2 separate regions of the Drosophila melanogaster genome follow, and region 1 is linked to region 2. The links are chromatin contacts, called in public Hi-C maps. All regions are on one chromosome and are shown on one strand. The core of a region is the stretch at or near the end of the contact, and the rest is flanking DNA. Distances in the headings are between cores, read along the strand shown. Region 1 holds the start of CG32032. Region 2 holds the start of smg (smaug).

Evidence for each region. Hi-C and Micro-C count contacts between places; a contact is called where the count stands out from the background.
Region 1: a contact with region 2 is called in a Hi-C map of the S2 cell line, with 1.8 times the contacts expected there. A contact is called at or near these places in 4 of 107 Hi-C or Micro-C datasets (the D17-c3 cell line, the S2 cell line and larval central nervous system).

Annotation. Positions count from the first base shown.
Region 1 is chr3L:9,091,047-9,094,732 of dm6, reverse strand. It overlaps CG32032, which reads right to left and starts at 1,680. Exons shown (of 4, transcript NM_168317.3): 1 at 1,422-1,680; 2 at 1,003-1,113; 3 at 527-940; 4 at 1-164. The coding sequence starts at 1,601. The coding sequence ends at 9. teq (Tequila) reads right to left here. Exons shown (of 9, transcript NM_168314.3): 6 at 3,268-3,686; 7 at 3,108-3,200; 8 at 2,913-2,996; 9 at 2,602-2,851. The coding sequence ends at 2,715.
Region 2 is chr3L:8,996,019-8,999,398 of dm6, reverse strand. It overlaps smg (smaug), which reads left to right and starts at 1,410. Exons shown (of 5, transcript NM_168309.3): 1 at 1,410-1,820. CG5087 reads right to left here and starts at 1,215. Exons shown (of 7, transcript NM_140022.2): 1 at 790-1,215; 2 at 247-736; 3 at 1-183. The coding sequence starts at 944.

The DNA of each region.
Region 1 (3,686 bases), core at 431-2,930, 95 kb before region 2:
CCTCCAGCTCACTGGCCACGCCCCCAGGCCAAACGTACGACCAGCAAAAGGGCTAAAAGAGCGAAGAGGCTGCCACCCAATCGCCCACATCCATTGCAAACCTTGCGAATGGTCTCCGTGTAGAGTCCACGGCGGGAAAGCAGATTCCTGATGCTACGCAGCTCCTGGAAAATTGGAAAAAATGATTAATTAGGTTTAATATATACATATACGATTCCTACAATCCTCATTCTTATTTGTTACCAGCATATACGTAAAATTGTAAACAATGTAACCTCTTTTTACCTCTCAAATATAGATTTGCTCATCACTATCAGTATTTACTAAAAAAATTATTTGCATATTATTACTTGACGCAGCTTGTAAACAAATATTAAGCTTTGTTAAGAAACAAACAAATTTTACGAGAAATAAAAAGGTCTGATTTAAAGATAAATAAAAAGTGTTCTTTACACTTAATCAAACTACAATTACCCAAAGATTTAACTTTCTGGAAAAGAAATTGAAAGAAGACTACTTTACTCACATCTAAACTGAGACCAAGGCGATTGCGGGTGAGAACCACTGTGTATATGGAGCTCTTAACATCGTTGCCGCAGAAGGTCAGCACCAGGTGATCGTTGACCGCTTTCACCACCTGGACAGTGCCCGTGAACTGGGTGTACGTGTTCAGGGTGACCAAGGATCCCCGCTGATCGCCGATGTTGGACCACTGACCAGGTGCACTGGTGGTATAGTTGAAAGTATACTCCAGATTGTTATCACGCTCACTCCAAATCAAACGTAGGTACTTCTGCTGGCTTTGAATCGATCTCAACGGGTACTCATCGCTATCCGGATAGGAGGATTGAGTGGTGGTGGTGCGTCCATAGTTATTCTGGTTACGGTTGTAGTCCTGATTTCCATAGCCATAGCCGCGATTTGCTTGGCTCAAACGGATCTGTAATATTTCATATGATTAAAATCAGTATCTAAATGTTTTGAATTTCGATGGCAACTGACCTGATCCGTGGCATCGGTCAGATGAATGATGACACATGAGTCGTACTCGTAGGTGCCCGGAAAATCTTGGCTGTGCACGATAATCTCGCTGCCGTACCAGAGTCCCATCATCTATATATGCAGAGAGGTTGGGCATTATTACACACTCATGTAGGAGCGAATGGGGGTCATTTGTGCTATTTGCATGCCACTCGCTGTGCGTTCAATTAAATGCCCACAATGAAAAAAAAAAATAACTAAATAAACAGGGCTCAGATCTGTACAGCATTGACATTGGGCGCACTCAGGGCGCAAAGGGTTAATTAGAACAAATCGACCATAATTGCATTAGCTCTCCGCATTCAAATGAGCTTACATTTTCATCTTGGGTGTAGCTAATATTTCCTGTCACTCAAGGATATTATCTTATCATATCGTACCTGCTCCAAGTCCACCGAGTTCTGCGGATTGATGTTCATGCAGCGCAACTCCGCATTACTCCTTTCCGTGGTGGTAATCGGTGAACCACCATATATCCCAAACTGATCAACTACAGTTCCCGCAATTGAGCCCCAAAAAAGGCCAAAGATCGCAACGTATGTCAAGGATTTGATAGACATCTCGGAAAAGTGCTGCTGTTTCTACCGATAAGAGCCACTGAATGCGGTCTGTTCCAGATGAAATCTCCCAATCAACTAACAGAGAAACGTTTAGTCAGTCCGCTGATCGCACTCAGAGAGACTGAAATACCCCTAGGAACCGCCCAGCGCACTCTTTCGCTCAAAAAACAAAGCTGAATTTGAAAACAACCAGTCGGGGTCTCCACACAAAAAAAAAAAATTGTTTTAAATAAATATAAAGATTGCAAATAAAATGTGTGCTTATTTTAAGAAGAAATGAAGATACTTTTCTTTGTGTTGATTTGCAAAGTATAAAGCTTAATAAACCTACATTATATATCATAAATTCATATGTTCACTTGGAGTGCTAATCATAATTATTCGAAACCATTTCTGTAAAATCAGACAGTAAGCTTTCCCAACATTTTCCAGTGCATTGTGGCAAATTGTTGTATTAATTGAGTTAATTGTAGCGCTTCCAAGCCGATCATCCAATCGCGCGTGCAACGCCCGCACAATGCGAGCTGGGCGCGTAAAGAGCTTCGTTCCGCCCGCGCAGATTGACCCTTCTCCTAGCCACCGGTTGCTCCCCTTTGACCGCTCAGTCTGCCGTGGTGTCAATTGAGTGCGTGTTCCGCTGCTCCGGTTGGACCTAAATTGAACGTGGAAAAGTGGAACGAAGCAACCAGGAGGAGAACTCGGTGAGAACCGAGTGAATCCAGTGGAACTCTCGGCTGTGTGGGGGATGAGTCAAAATAACATTGCAGACTTGTGAATTAAATCATTGTCGTCGATGTTGTTTGTTGTGAGCACGATTGTTGTGTATACCCGGCTAAAAGTCGCATTGTTGTTGTGCGTTTTATTAGCATTGATTATGGATTTAATTCATTTTTTGTGTGTGAGCAAATAAATGACGAGTACAGGTTTGCAGTCGCTAATGGGTAGATGTAAGTTGAAGATTTTACAACTGTTCTGCTGATATTTTAAAAACCTTAAAATGAATTGCTCGTTCTAAAAAAGTCTGCTTTATTAGCAAGTTCACTACAAAATTCTTATAAATTAGTAGTCATGTAAGAAGGTGGATATTAAAGTGTAAAGTGAGTATATGCTCCCTTAAAAGCGTAGCAAGCTCTCATTGATTTTCTCGTAGATCCAATCGATATAGTGATTCACACGGACGTAGACACCCGGTCTGTTCTTGAAGCCGCAGTGCTGACCCCACGAAATAAGCCCGTACAGAGTCTCGCCATCTAAGAATATAAATTCATGAAAAATAGTACGTGTCTCAGAACACATGTAAGCTATGCATACCGTCATCGGAGCAGACAAGTGGACCGCCTGAGTCACCTTCACAGGCATCCACACTCTCGTCCATGGAGCCGGCGCAGAACATGCCTGAAATAAGGTGGAACATGTGGGTTATTTCCTGCACAAACTAGTTTTACGCTCTTAGTACATCTATTTAATGGGACTAATTTATCAAAATAAAGCCTAAGTGGTACACACCTTCCGACATGGCTGATCCATACACATTAGATTGCTTGCATACGTGATCGGCCAAAATGGGAAGCTCGGCGGAACCCAAAACTTGCGCAGGAGCTATAAAAAAAAGCAATAAAAATCATGTTTATTAGTGCCCAGAATCGTTATCTCATAAACTACTCACTGGACACTCCCGATTTAATAGAACCCCATCCGGAGATGGTGCACTTGCGGTCCTCGACGAGCTCAGCATTCTTATCTGGCAAACAAATGGGCTGCACATAGTCACTAAATTTCAGAGGAGTCTTCAACACCACCAGGGCAATATCGTTATTCATATGTGTTCCCTTGCGGAAGTTCTCGTGTAGATACCAGTTCTCAATGAACGAATCGACCTCGGAGGACTCGGCTATGTTTGCGTAGTGATCTCCGACGCGCACAAAGTAAGCTCCTTTGGGACTTCCATACAGACAGTGAGCGGCGGTGAGGAGATGGCGCTTGGATATTACCACAGCTCCACACCAATGACTGGAGATACCACCACGTCCGCGGGTTCTGATGGTAGCTTGCCAAGGGTGACGACCCCGCTGTGCCACATTTCCC
Region 2 (3,380 bases), core at 161-2,660:
TACACTCTGTTGCAGATGGTAGATTAAAGCGGGCACAGACAGAATCTCCGACAGAAACTTTGCCAGTAGATTACGACTGAAGTTGCCATCGATCAGGGGACGAAGGCAAAGTGTAATGATGGCCACCAGGGTGACGGGCTTTACAGACAACTCCTCGCGAACAGTGCCGCGTATCAAAACGAGCTGGATGATAATATGGAGAATAACATGAATAAGCTTATTAAAAGAATAAAAGTCACAACATACCCGCATGATTTTGTAAAAATCGTGCTGCACCAGATGACCTTGAATATTACAACAGATTTTTTGCATGGCCGGCTGCAGTTTCTCAAACTGGGCATTCCTGAGTATCGCCCAGGATTTGGGCGCCGTGAAGACTACCAGTGTGTGCAGAAATAGGGCAAGGGACAAGCTGTCGGCATGGTTTTCCGGCTTCAGCTCCGGCAGCAATGTCAGGCAGTTCGTGAGCAGTATCTTGATGTGCGCGATCCAGGGCAGGCTGCGTTCCTTAAAAAGACAGAGGGCGGCATAGGATAGCTTGGTGTTCTCCGACTCCATTGCCTTGATGATGTAACGGCAGATGCGCTCCAGACGCTCCCGTGCACGCACATCGCTCTTGTCCAGCCTGATCTGGGTGAGGTAGCGACGAAGCACCGGATAGACGTTGCTTGCCACGAGTTCCAGTTCCGCATCCTTATCGTCATGATTCTCAGTGAACATGGCATCGAAATCGAGTCTGCAAAACGGGTTACTATTTAGGATGTTCCATAAAAGTAGATAGACACTTACATGATTCGTTTCTGGTACTTCCTACGCGCCGCATATCCCTTGAGCGTGGACTGCAGCAGGATGGCCGCCTGTTCGCGTCGCTTTTCCAGTGCCCGCTCCTCCCGCGCCGCCTTTGTCTGCTCCAGGAAGCTGGCCTTTTGGTTTTGGGCAAACATTTTGCTCTGCAGCAGGTTGAAAGAATTTTGTTGATGATGTATTGTTGTTGACCAGAGCGTTTGTTTTTGTCGGGATTGTGGCCGTTCCGGGATGTATTTATCGTTTCAATCACTTCCTCGAGCTGAACGCTATCCCAGAGCCTTGATTCAGAGCCTCGCTGGATATTTTCTGCATTGCATATCGAGCAAAATGCAAAAAGAAAATATCCTTATTTTGTTCCAATTGGTGGTACAGTGTCACCGTCTCCGCTTACTGTCAAATAACCACAGAAATAGGCCAAAGCGCGGAGATCATTTTTGTTGGCAATTTTCTAGCTAAAACCGTGGTTTGAGTCCGCGCTGCATGAGCACGGCATCGAACCTAGGGCAGCTTTGCTGCTCAACTGAGCGTCCATCACCAAGGGAAAGTAACCGATAACCGCTTGCAAGAAAGATCGACTGTATCGAGTACACATCGATTTTTGTTCCAGCACTAGCAACGCTGCGTTCGCGTGAATAAATAATTAATTAATTGCTGAAAAAATGGATTAGCTGGCGAAACATGCATCCGACCAAGTGCAACAGCAACCGTGCGCAGTACTCAGTAATCGGGCGTTTGTGAGCGTAAGCGCCATGAATTGTGTGTCTAAAAAAAAGTAATGGTTTAGCAAAAACAACAACGCTAAAGCCCAAAAGTGCTAATAAAAAGTACACACATACGCACTCACACAAACGCGCGCGCGAGCAAAGGTGAAAATTATAAATTAATAAATACGCGATCCGATAGCATATCAAATTAGCGAAATATGCTCGTTTCTCGTGCTGATCGAATCAAAACTGTGAATTGCAACAGAAAATAATTTCAAGGTTTGCAGCAGGCGAATAGAAGGCGAAAAGGTAATTGAAAAATAGAACGAATTTTGGCACAAGCGCACTGTAGCTATATATTTTTGTTGTCTGGCCGACCGTGGCTAGGTGGGTGGGGCGTGATTTTGGGGGCCAATCTTGTGTGTTCTGTGTACTGTGCGCTGCTGCTCTGTGTGGTGAAAACAACAAAACCCGCTTACCCCGCAGGAGCCCCACCCCTCTCCCTTAAATGTAATGCATGTAATTTACCGCAATTTTGCCCGTGCATTGCTCAGTGTGTCACTCTCACTCGCACACATACCACTGCCGACGAGCGCAGCAAGGTCTCCGTCTGTGTGTGCGTGTAAGTGAGTGCTCTCCCCATTTTCTTGACAGCAGTAGCAGCATCAGCATCAGCATCAATCCTGTCAGAAAAAAAAGGCGCGCGCTCCTTTTCGCCCGTTTCGCTCTGCCTGCCGCTGCGCTGCTTCTGCAGCTCCACCATTTTCTTTCTAAATCGCTGACGCCAGCGCCAAATCATTCGCCATCAGCCGCTCCTCCTCCGCGGTGCTCCCCACTGCAGCTTCTCGTCTTCAGCTGAGCTTCGCTGTGCTAAACCAATTCTTCTGTTCTGTGTGGTTGGATCTGCAGTTTTGCAGATATAATCAAATTTATTCGCAACGTACATATGTAAATAAAAGCGTTCGGAATATGCCAAGCGCCTGTGATCGCGACTGCTGAAAGGGCAGCCAAAATACGATAATATATAAGAGCGTGTGAGTTTGCAGTATCCTTTACGTTTGCGTGTGTGTGCGTGCTTGCAATCTTTGAACTTTGAACTTTTGTTGAACTTCGGTAATTTTTTTATTTGCAAGCCGGTTAGAAAACAACAGCAATTGCAGTGACGCATAACCTCAAAGATCGACATGCACAAGTACCGTTAGATCGAGTCGCCCCAAACGACTCTTTTGCGCTCCCAGTCTCGCAGGGAAATGTGAAATTTCATATAAAACGTTACGTTAAATAGCAAAGAAGTTAACATCGGTAAATTCCATAGCAGTGAATGTGCTTTAAATGCAGTAATTGGGGCCCGTTATGTTTTACTGCTTGCTCACACACACTAACTTAAGTTGGGGTACCAATACACAGTCAGTTACACTGTCTCTGGCTTAGATTACAGTCAACACTCGATGTCGTAAACCAGGATAAAAAAATAAAATGCAGCAATTTCTCTTAAAACTACATTTTACATTAAAAAATAGATACTTTAATTTTCAAATTTTTTGACTCCCATGCGTTGATTTGTTCAATGTTTTGTGTGCTTACTGTGAAAACACGGCAACAAAAATCGAAGAAAGTCGTCAGAGTAAAAGCAATAATAACAACAACAGCAACGGCGGCAGAAGAAACAAGATTCGAAATGGGCACAAACGAAACTAAATGAAAAGCGCGAAACTGTGCAAAAAAAATACAACCTAACCAAACTTCTCGCCCCCGCTCTACTTTCCCGCCCGGAAATCAAAATCCGAACGCCGCCAAGTCGAAATCAGCGATTTCGTATTTGAAATGTTTGTTATTTTATTGATTTATCGTCCCTCGTCATTTGCGCCA